Linked DNA regions of Gasterosteus aculeatus: region 1 is linked to region 2. A link is a contact called in public Hi-C data. All regions are on one chromosome and are shown on one strand. Each heading gives the region's core, a stretch centred on a gene start, on an enhancer-like site or on the middle of the called end of the contact. The rest is flanking DNA. Distances are from core to core; before and after follow the strand shown. Region 1 holds the start of p3h1 (prolyl 3-hydroxylase 1). Region 2 holds the start of nucks1a (nuclear casein kinase and cyclin-dependent kinase substrate 1a).

What was found. Hi-C and Micro-C count contacts between places; a contact is called where the count stands out from the background.
Region 1: a Hi-C map of skeletal muscle shows a contact between it and region 2, with 2.8 times the contacts expected there. The contact joins the promoter of p3h1 here to the promoter of nucks1a in region 2. A contact is called at or near these places in 2 of 6 Hi-C or Micro-C datasets (both in skeletal muscle).

Annotation. Positions count from the first base shown.
Region 1 is chr17:18,732,098-18,737,325 of fGasAcu3.hap1.1, forward strand. It overlaps p3h1 (prolyl 3-hydroxylase 1), which reads right to left and starts at 1,626. Exons shown (of 15, transcript XM_040203681.2): 1 at 220-1,626. The coding sequence starts at 660. c17h1orf50 (chromosome 17 C1orf50 homolog) reads left to right here and starts at 2,105. Exons shown (of 5, transcript XM_040203679.2): 1 at 2,105-2,311; 2 at 2,596-2,711; 3 at 2,794-2,880; 4 at 3,198-3,329; 5 at 3,689-4,703. The coding sequence starts at 2,263. The coding sequence ends at 3,874. ap5b1 (adaptor related protein complex 5 subunit beta 1) reads right to left here. Exons shown (of 3, transcript XM_040203677.2): 3 at 4,675-5,228. The coding sequence ends at 5,014.
Region 2 is chr17:18,555,834-18,560,950 of fGasAcu3.hap1.1, forward strand. nucks1a (nuclear casein kinase and cyclin-dependent kinase substrate 1a) reads right to left here and starts at 1,346. Exons shown (of 8, transcript XM_040204020.2): 1 at 956-1,346. The coding sequence starts at 972.

The sequences.
Region 1 (5,228 bases), core at 376-2,875, 180 kb after region 2:
CACTGCTGGATCCCTGAACGTCTGCACGCGAAGCCTCCACAGAAGCGGACTCCACCTTAAAGACGTGGCACGCTTTGCGATGGTTTCGGGGGAGTTTTTTTTTTTTTTGGTAGTGTCCAACTGGGTTTTGTTTATAACCTGCGACCGGTGACGCGTTTTCACAAGGACAACGTTAATTGGAGTTAACTTTAACTTTTCCGACATGCGTGACTCGATTACCTTAAAATATGCCACTTGCAGGTAATTGTACGGGGTCCTCTTCTTGAACTCCAGCTCCACTTCTGCGGTGACCCAGTGCACCGTCGGGGTGCCCAGTTTCTCCGCCTCGCACGAGTTCACGCAGTCGGCCCGCTTGAGGATCTTCTGGAAGAAGCCCAGGTCCTCCACGGAGCCGGCGCCCGGCACGGCGGCTCCCGGGCCGGACGAGGGACCCCCGAAGGCGGTCTGGTTGGCGCAGCCCAGCCGGCACTGAGCCTTGACGCTGCGGACCGTGGCTTTGTTCCGCAGCGCCTTCTCCATGTTCAGGATCACCGTCAGCCAGTCCCCCTTGTAGTAGGCTTCCACCGCCGTGTCGAAGAGGGAGTCGAAGGGCTCCAGAGGGTGCGAGGCGCACGCGGCGAGGGAGAGGCAGCAAAGCAGCAGCGCGTAGCGGGACTCCATGATGCTGAAAACCCGCCGGGGCTCCGCAGCCCGATCCAGGAGGTTAGACGCCGGTGGGAGGCGGAGAGGTGTCCACTGGTCGGGGAGGCGGGGTTCTGGCACACTCGAGCCCCCCCTCCCCCGGAAGACCCCGGTCGTTGTAATAATGTAATAAAGCTTGACTTAAATGTGTACTTCTCATTTACAGTAGAACTGTGTAAAATAATCACATCAACCGGACAAAAAAACCCCCCACTAAAAATCGAAGCAATATCATATCATCGTCAACAAGGACCACGCTTCTAAATGTAATTACACATAAAACTCAAACTAGGAGCAATAAATGGGATTTTTATTTTGCTTTTTTAAGAAACTCGAGTGTCCACAGTGATCAGCTGCATAGAAACCGGAAAATATGACTTTAACAACCTGATGGTGCGACTTTTTGGCAAAGTTATCAAAAACAGCCAAAAAAGGGAAAAGAGCACATTTGGCATCATATGAACAATATGTTCATGTCATACGTTTTTTCTCAGTATGTATTGGATTTCTGCGTAGGAAGAAGCCTATCGTATTATAAAGACAAGCACAAATGACTAAAGCCACTACTTTTAGAAGAATATGTAACCATTGACATGTAAAAAAAAGACCTGCTCGCAAGTGTATTTTTAATTTTATTTGATACTATGTTATAAATAGTTACTTGGTGAAATAATACTACACATTTTGATGAAAATATATGTCCCACATTTTGTTGTTACAGGAAACCTGCAAATGCAATACATATAAATATTTATGCACAAACCAGTAGTGGTGAATAGTTAATGCTCTCTCATCTGCTTACGTATATCACATTATGTTACGAAATTAGTACTTTTACTATTAAAGTACATTTATTCGCAAATATTTAACTATTATTTGAGTTAAGTATGCAGGACGTTTTCCTGATGTGCTTTGTGATAATACCTTAGTTATCCCAAAAAAAAGAATAAATATAAAATGGGAAATACTTCTAGCCCATCGTGAAAAAAACCCAACTTGTGTAAGTGTGAGCGCAATGCATCATGGGGGAAACCATGGAAGGAAATGGCAAGAAACCTAAAGCCAAGACTGTTGTCAATGTAATGCGCCTCTGCGTTTATCCCGCGCCTCTGTGGTTTAATGCAGTGTTCAGCTGCGGATGGAATAAACGTGTGCCAACAGCTTTTATGGAGGGAAATCGCAACTCTGCTTTTTTGATTTCTCAACAGTGACACATCTTCTCCGTTTTAAATGTTCTGTTGCGGGGATGTTTTTATGCGCCCGAAAACTCACACGAGTAATCATGTGAATATACTATTGAATATACTTGTTAAAATTGTCCCATTGTAATTCATTTGCAAAGGAATGTTTCACGTTGCAAACATACATTTATCACGTTAAAAAAATATCCAACAAAGCTTTTTATTTATTATTTCCTTACAGGCACATATTAGGTCTACCATCAGTTCAAAATGGGACGGAGATTTAGGACCCCGTCGAACCTCAGGTAGGTATTCACTATTCAGCCTGTTAGGAAACCAGCAGTCGGAGCTTTAAATATCCTCTGTGACAGGCGTTTGTCGTGAAAAGGTAAAGAAGAAGATGGAAAGGACGGTCAGCCTCCCGAATCAGCCCGACAGAACCACCACGGGTAAGAGAAGCGTGTCCCGTCCGAGCCGTTATACGTGTCTACGCTGTCAAACCGTCCCTGCGGTCTCAAAATCACCTCGCAAGGTGTCTCGCAGAGCTGCCCGTCGCTGTGAATGGGATTACACTCCCTCAGATGAACCAGCTCCACTTCCCGCACTCCTCTTATTCATAATGGGTTCAGAAGTGGTCGTAGGAGCAGCTGTCGTGGTCGTGCAGTAAGTCACACCATGCGTTATACAATGGTGACGTAACTGTACTCGTGCGTGTGTGTTTCTCCTTTGACAGTGACGCTGGTTGAGAGCAGCAGCGCCCCCAGCGGGGTGGAACTGGTCAGCTCCTACCAGACCACCAGGGTGGGAGACCCCATGGACCTGGTGGCCTTGGCCACGCAAGTACAGCGGGTACGGACTGACACTTACGAGGATTCTTTCCAAGCTCTCCGCTTCTACACGACCATGACTGGATTCTTTTTTTTTTATTTAGGGGGACGATTTCACTAAAGCCAACGCTTGCAACAAACTGACGGTCATCGCCGACCAGATCAGGTACCTGCAGGAACAGGCGAGGAAGGTGAGCGGTGAAAACTCTTAATACATGCAGCTATTTTCTTAACATAGATGAGTTTAAACAACCCAACATGGATTCTTGTGGAGTGGGATCTATTCAACAAAACCAAAGTGGTCATGTGATCATAACGCCAATGTTCACACCTGACGAGATTCCCTCCTGATAATAATGCACATTTTGACAGGAGAGCGGATGAAGACTATCTCTCTGATTACATCTGGTGTAACGTGGCCCTATGACACGAACACCGCATTTAACGCGACACATTGTGACAAAAACAGGCTTTGGGTCCAGCGTTCATATTTCTTCTCTCTTTTCAGGTTTTGGAGGACGCTAAAAGAGATGCCGACCTCCACCACGCTGCCTGCAACATAGTCAAAAAACCCGGCAACATGTACTACCTCTACCAGCGGCCCTCCGGACAGCAGTACTTCTCCATCATCTCCCCGAAGGTCAGGATTCTACCGATGCGTGTGCACGTGAACGTGCACCAACCAGACGGTTGACGTAACACAAACACAGTTTAAAGGTCACGTGACTGAGAGGAGAGCCGATAGCGAGCAGGTGGACAAAAACACAGGCGGGTTAAGGCTGGATTTGACCGGTTGCAGTATGTTTGTCGATATGGAGTTTGTGAAATACAGGGAAAAATGAGTTTTTAATTATTTTTGTGAATTGCAAACATTCAGAAGTTTGGTGGTTTTAGTTGCATATTCAATTGTATCAATTATTCAGCTTTTTTGTCAGAAAAAGGCCGTTTTCCCGTCTCACCCTCGTGGCCTTGCTCCCCCCTCCCCTCCCTCTCCTGAAGGAATGGGGTCCCAGCTGCCCGCACGCCTTCACCGGCGCGTTCAAGCTTCAGCACGACATGTCCTGGACCCCCGCGGAGCAGGTGGAGAAGAGGGACGCCGAGATTGCCATCATGGACAAACTTCTCAGCCAGCAGACCACCCTGCCGCCGCACACAGGACCCAACTTCAGAGGCATCTCTGAGTAGGAGGGGGGGGGTCACCAGTTAGTCTTAATGGACGTGAGTCCGCACATGCAGCCAAAGCGTCTCGCACTGACTCAAGGAGAAGCGGGTAAACTCGATCCCGACGGTGACGGACATCCAAACAATCGTTTGTCGTGGTGTCTCAAATCTTTTAAATATGTAAATGAGCGTTATCAAATACAAATGCAGGGAAATAATTTGTTTAAAGCTTTTGATTTGGTTGATGAAGGTTTTAGCTGAGGGGATTTGGGATATTTCTTCTGCATTTACTCCATGAATCAGATATGAACAGCTGTTCAAAAAAAATGGTCGACATTTTTTGTAATAACTGATAACGTACAAGTGAGGCTGTCAATGAAACGTGAACAGACGTGATGAGGAGGAACGACACTACAGTTTGGTGGATATAAGAGACAGTGGATTTATGAACGTGACTAAACATGAACCAATACCATCAAACATTCAAACCAATTACGACCAAGGATCTTCGTCTTTAGTCTTTAGAAATGTGTGCCTTATTTATGGGTAACTTTAGGGACATTTATGGGTCTACAGATGGAAATGAACACCGTATTAATAGAAAGACACAGTGTGGCACACTGGTTAGCCTCCACGTGGACACAGTCCATTTGAATTTATCCAACTGGTTCCATCTACATTTAGTAGAGGACAAGATTTAGAGTCTGCAGTTTTATGTTGACAAATAACATTTGCTGCTATGCAATGATTTTTTTAAAGGAATTGTTCATTGTTTACATCTTTTCTCTGCTTCTCTTTTCAACATGTTACAGCTTCCAACAGCATAAAAAAATAAAAAGCAACCATATAAAAACCATGTGTCTCACAGGCCGTTGACTTTTATTAAAGAGGTATTAGTACGATCATTATTAGTACTATTAAGTATTAGTACCTCATCCAACAGGAGGATATTACAACTTTGGAAAATAAATGACACCATCTATTCACACATCTGTTTAATCAAGAAAATTAAAATGCAATAACTTTATTTTGAAACATCTTCAGCAATTTAATACAAGGAGCAATACTAGTTATTAAAGTGGGACAAAAGAGTTCATGATTTGTTTTTTTAAAAGTCCGCTTTTTAAAATGATCTTTTTCTAAAAGCGAGCCACCGCGCTGCATCACGGGGGGGCGTCGCCCCGCGAGGACGTGATTGTCAGTAAATAGGAATTTAGGTGACTCAGAAGCCGCCAGTCATCTGTGGCTATGTGGAACTGCGCGGGTTCCCCGGGTCGTATCCTCAGCAGCACGTGCGCCCGCGGCGGGAGGAAGATGAGCACCTTGAACTCGTCTTCGTCGGACCGGTCGGACACGAGGAAGGGGAGGAAGTGTTCCG
Region 2 (5,117 bases), core at 96-2,595:
TAATTCCCCCCAAAAGCTCGATTCACTTCAAGAACCGGAGCGATTCCTTTTTTAAAACGCCACCAATGAGATTACAAAATCTCGCGAGATTTCAAGGCGAGAGCATAAAAATGACTCCGATTTCAAGTTAAAGGCCGTATATCATTTGTATTAAAAGGGGCTGTGAATACTTCACGCGTTGTAACGACGCGTGGCGGGTGGTTGAATTAGTTCTGCGCCTTCCTCTGACACCAACCAGCGGCGATTATTTAACGGCGGGAGTGAAAACGCAAGAGCCGCTACGCGACATTCTCACTGACCAACACGCCTTCTCGCGTCGAGCCGACCAAAATGCCCTTAATGTGCAATAGGTAGACTACCGACTAACCGAGTCTGCGCGGCAACCGGATCAAATCCCGAGGCCGGACGCCGCCTCCTCCGGCGCTTTTCTTTCTCGACATTCGCCGTTGGTGAGTGGAGGGGGTGGGGGGGGGTGTTGGCGTTTTTTTTGGAGCCTCCCCTGGATGAATGGGGTCGCCATATTCTTATTCTCAAGCCAGAGAGGGAAAAATAGTACCAGGGCCTGGCGTGAGAGTCGTAAAACGTTAGCTGGTTAAAATCACACCGCCTGTTCCCCCCCCCCCCGTTCGGCCTACATAGCGGCCAACAAAGCACACCATGGATTCTTAAAAAATAAAAAATAAATAAAATAATAAAAAAGGCAAGGGAGACACGACACGGCGCGTTTCTCAACGAGACATGGCGAACCATCCACGCCGCCGGGCTCCATGTTGCACGCGAGCAGCGAGCCGCACGCGCGCACAAATTCCCATTATTTTTTCATGAAACAAACACATTCGCAGCTCATTCAAATCCACGCAGCATGGACGAGGCGTGCGCGCTATCGGCGGAGCCTGGCAGCGCGGTGTCCGTAACTAGCGTTACGCAGAGCGGAGGACATATTTGGCACACCTACCTCACTGGTCTTGACATTTTGCAGGAATACTGTAGAGGTTAGGGATGTAAGAAAGAAGAGGGAGGGGGGGGAGGAGAAGCAGCAGCAGCACAGGCAAAGAATGTATATATCGGTTCCCGCTCTGCAAAACACCGACGGGAGCGAGCTTGGCGCACAACTCCGCCGTCCGAGCTAGCGCGTGAAAATAAAAGTACGGAGGCGTCTCGTCCGCCAAACGCAAATCTTCTTTAAAAAATTTTTTTTTTACCCTCAGCTACTCAAAATGGTGAATAAAACAAACTGAAACTGCAGCCCGTGTGCAACCAAACCTCGTGGCCTCGAGGGGTGGGTTCCTCGAGGACAAGCCCCGCCCCGCCCCCCCGTGCACCGCGGTGCTCCGCTCCTCCCATTGGCCGGTTTGAACGACGACCGTGCTTTGCATTGGCTACTTTGGCTGCACGTCAGAACGATGTTAGCATTTTGTTTCCCCGCCTCCGTTACAGCAGGCTCGGTTGATGCCTCACTGTTAAGAAAACAAAAAGAGGCCCTCCGGTTGGATGCAAACATGTATTCCTGTGGCTCCCCAAAGACCACAAAGCAACATTAATTAATTACAGCTTTGTGCACAGTCATCCTATGTATGAAATTATCATAAATGTTTCAGTAATCAGGTTGACTGTGGTTTTGCTGCTACTTAGGCTAACCCTGATCTGCCCACCTGGCAGCACGCTGCAACATGAGATGCAGGTAGAATACCGATGCATAGCACTACAAGCTGTAAAGTCTACAAATGACATACCTCATATTGCTGATAAGAGTTCATGCAATCAAGTGGGCTTCACAAACTCATCGTGCGTTCAATGCTGTTAGGGTAGAACAGAGAAGTTTTTGAACATGATAATTCATGTACAGCACTGTAAACCTGGTTCTTCAAATCGTGACCACATGGATTTGTCGGCACACAGTCTATGGCGAACGTCTTTTAAAATATTCACATCTGAACAAAGCAGCATGCTGCTGTTTTGTCACAGATTAATCTCTGATGAAAATTTCAAAAAGGACTTGCAACTCGATTTACCTGCAGTCTTTTTACTTGAAAATGCTGGATAACTTTCCCCCCTGAAACTTTGTCTCTATCAAATGTGTCAAAAGTGTGCCGTGCACAAATTGCAAATTTTCAAATTCATTACTTTCCCTTCCTTTCTCGAATCAACAAACACTGTTGATCACAAGTCAATGCTTGATTGCTCAGATCTTTTTAAAACTTTTTATTTATTTTGCATTTTCAACACAACAATGATCGACATTCAAATAAACATAATAAATAATCCAAACAGTAATTTTAGTATCAATAGTTTGGTTTTCTTGTAGCGAGTATAAATGCTAACCTTTACATAGGTGCATATGTACACCGACAAATTCTAATAAACGCGCGTTCAATCTACGTGTGCACAACCATCCACGTCAACGGACTCTGTGGGTTATGGTTGGTGGTTTTGCATTCCTTCAGTTCATACTATCATTTTCCTAGCAATCATTAAAAGAGCACGTACCTCAGACTGTTGTCTCATAAGTCTTCCGGAAAAGAGACCGCTCCACTTCAATTCTAAAATTGATTTCTGCTTTGATACTTTTCCAAAACCCTTTTCTCCAACCTAATGAAGCCGATGGATCCTTCACATATGAAGAGATAATAAGAGGTCAATTGAAATATATGGATTTTATTTTCCAGTCAAATTCTTTCCACAATTTGATATTGATTCCTTTATGACATTTGTTGCACAAATCTCTTTTAGCTTCAATTAAAACATTTTATTCCAATTCCCACTTTTCCTTGATCTTCCTTGTATTTTGTGAAGTGTCAGCTATTTTTTAGTAATCAAACAGTATTGAATTAAATCAGTTTTTTTTTCTGACTGTCTTTATGGTTTGTAATAGTGTCTCATTTGAAGATACGTACACACGTCATTTGATGGAAGTTTATACTGTATATCTCCTGCAGCTGGGAGAAGGATTTCAGTTCTGTTTTGTTGATAATTGATTGATCCTCTTAAAACCTTAATCCCATTTTAAGCCCATCTTCTAAATCCACTATCCCACACAGAGGGAGGGGATTCTATGTTCACTATAAGTGGCATATGAGTTTGGTGCTTCAAAAGTTATTCATTATTGTCAAAATCGTCAGTGTGTTTTATCCATTTGTTTTCATTCATTTTCATTATATTAAAGGACTTTACCTGAATAAAGAGCAGAGGGATATACCCTTAGCTGTGCTTTGTTCTACCGTGGTCCATCCGGTCTCCTGGTTGTTTCCAATCCATGCCACCATGTCTACTAGTTGTGCAGCCCTTTAATACAGTTTAATTTATTACACATGTAGAAGATACAAGCGGCAGTGTGTCAGGTCATTTTTTGTTTGGTTGACTAACTTGGCCTGGTCTGTAATTGGCAGGAAACATCTGTGTTACAGGGTTAGCTGTAATATTAATTCCCACATTTATAAATCCTTGTTTAGTCCAGTGAAAGGAAACCGCCTCATTTAATTGTGTGAGCCAAATCTCTGATACCATCATCGCCTCTGGATTGTTTTCATTCATTTTATACCCTGATAATGAGCCGTATTTGTGCGGACACCGCATTCCTTCAGGAATGGAGAGAAGTGGGGTCCTCATAAAAAAAATGTCGGCAAAATATTTCATGGTCTGATCGACCTTCATCCACTAACCCTTGACCGTGTATATTTTGCCGCGTAGCTTCTGCTCGGGGCTCGATGCTCGGCACAGGGAGGGTGACAGTGCATCCCCCTCTAGATATTGTGACCGTTCACTCTGGCCTTTGATCTCGAAGCGAGATGATCCGTGTAACAAATTCTTCTCTGAGGCCCATCTCTACCGATGTTTGTGCCAGGAACGACCAGCCACCTCTGTCAAATGCATCCACGCCGAGGAGCGCTGAAGGTTGTCTGTCTCCTAACGCTATCGATTGTAAATTTAGGGGCCTTCTTACGTTGCTTGTTCCTTTTAATATATTTTCGGGGTTCTGGTAGCCAGGATGGAGGTCAGGATTTTATAGTCCACGCATAGGAGGCTTATTGGACGATAGCCGGCGCACTGTGTGGGACCTTGTCCTTCTTCATAACCGTAATAACCCAGAGTTTCTGCTTTTGACTAAATGAGAGAATCAATTAAAAAATGTCAGTTACGGCTTCATTGTTGCTGCCAAAACAAAGTTTAGTATTTCAATTTCAAATCAATCAGTTCCAGCCGTAGCAGTCTGGAGGTAATCACCTGGAGGCTCCGGGTGGAAGTAACCTTTGAGTCTCCGGCTGCTCGAGGTGCAGGAGTGTGAGCGAGGTTCTGCTGTCATATTGTGGGCTGCGTGCACATTGCTATGTTGGGAATAGGCATGTGTGTGTTTTCATGTCGAGGCAGGCTGCAGAATCCTCATCGCAAAATGAGAACTTGCTGAAATACATTTTTTTTTTCAGGGGGACGCTGATGAACTGTAAAAAAAAAAATACCCCGCACCCTCTCTTTTTCTCTCTTGCTTCAGCCGCCTCAGACGTGCTTCCTGTGCCTGTGTTCGGGGATGATGCCGGAGTGGGGGAGCAGGTGTGTTGCCACGGTAACCGGGGAAGGGACTCTCGCCTCTCTCTTCGTGGCTTCACAGTTGCCTCGCGATCATCCTTCAGTCCGACATGCTGCATACTCCAGCCTGCAACAAAAGAGACGTCCTTGCACCTCCAGAGACATGCTGATGGCACACCTGTGGGCCTAATGACTAATTCAGCGTGTCCAGCAGGTAGGGAATGCATGTAGCAAAAAGTATACAGTGTCCATGCATCGAGTCCAAGGATAAAAGTCTTATTCACCTACAATCCCCTTAATTTAATATCTAACTCAGGTAAACGCTTTCTCTATGCTTCTTATTAAATGCCTCGCTGCAAACACGTGCCACCTCATTTCCTCAGCTGTGTAGCATCGCCACCTTGTGGCTTGAATGTTAAACTGCAATGCATCTTGGAGAACGGCCTGCAAGTACAACCTAAAGTAGCCCCAACAGAAAAGTCGGGAGTTTCAGCCGCAGTGGACCAACGGAGAGGCTCACGTTTGAGTAGGTTTTTGTTTTCATGACGTTGCATGTGTGAGAAGTCAAAGGGAACGACAACACAAAGCTCTTGCGC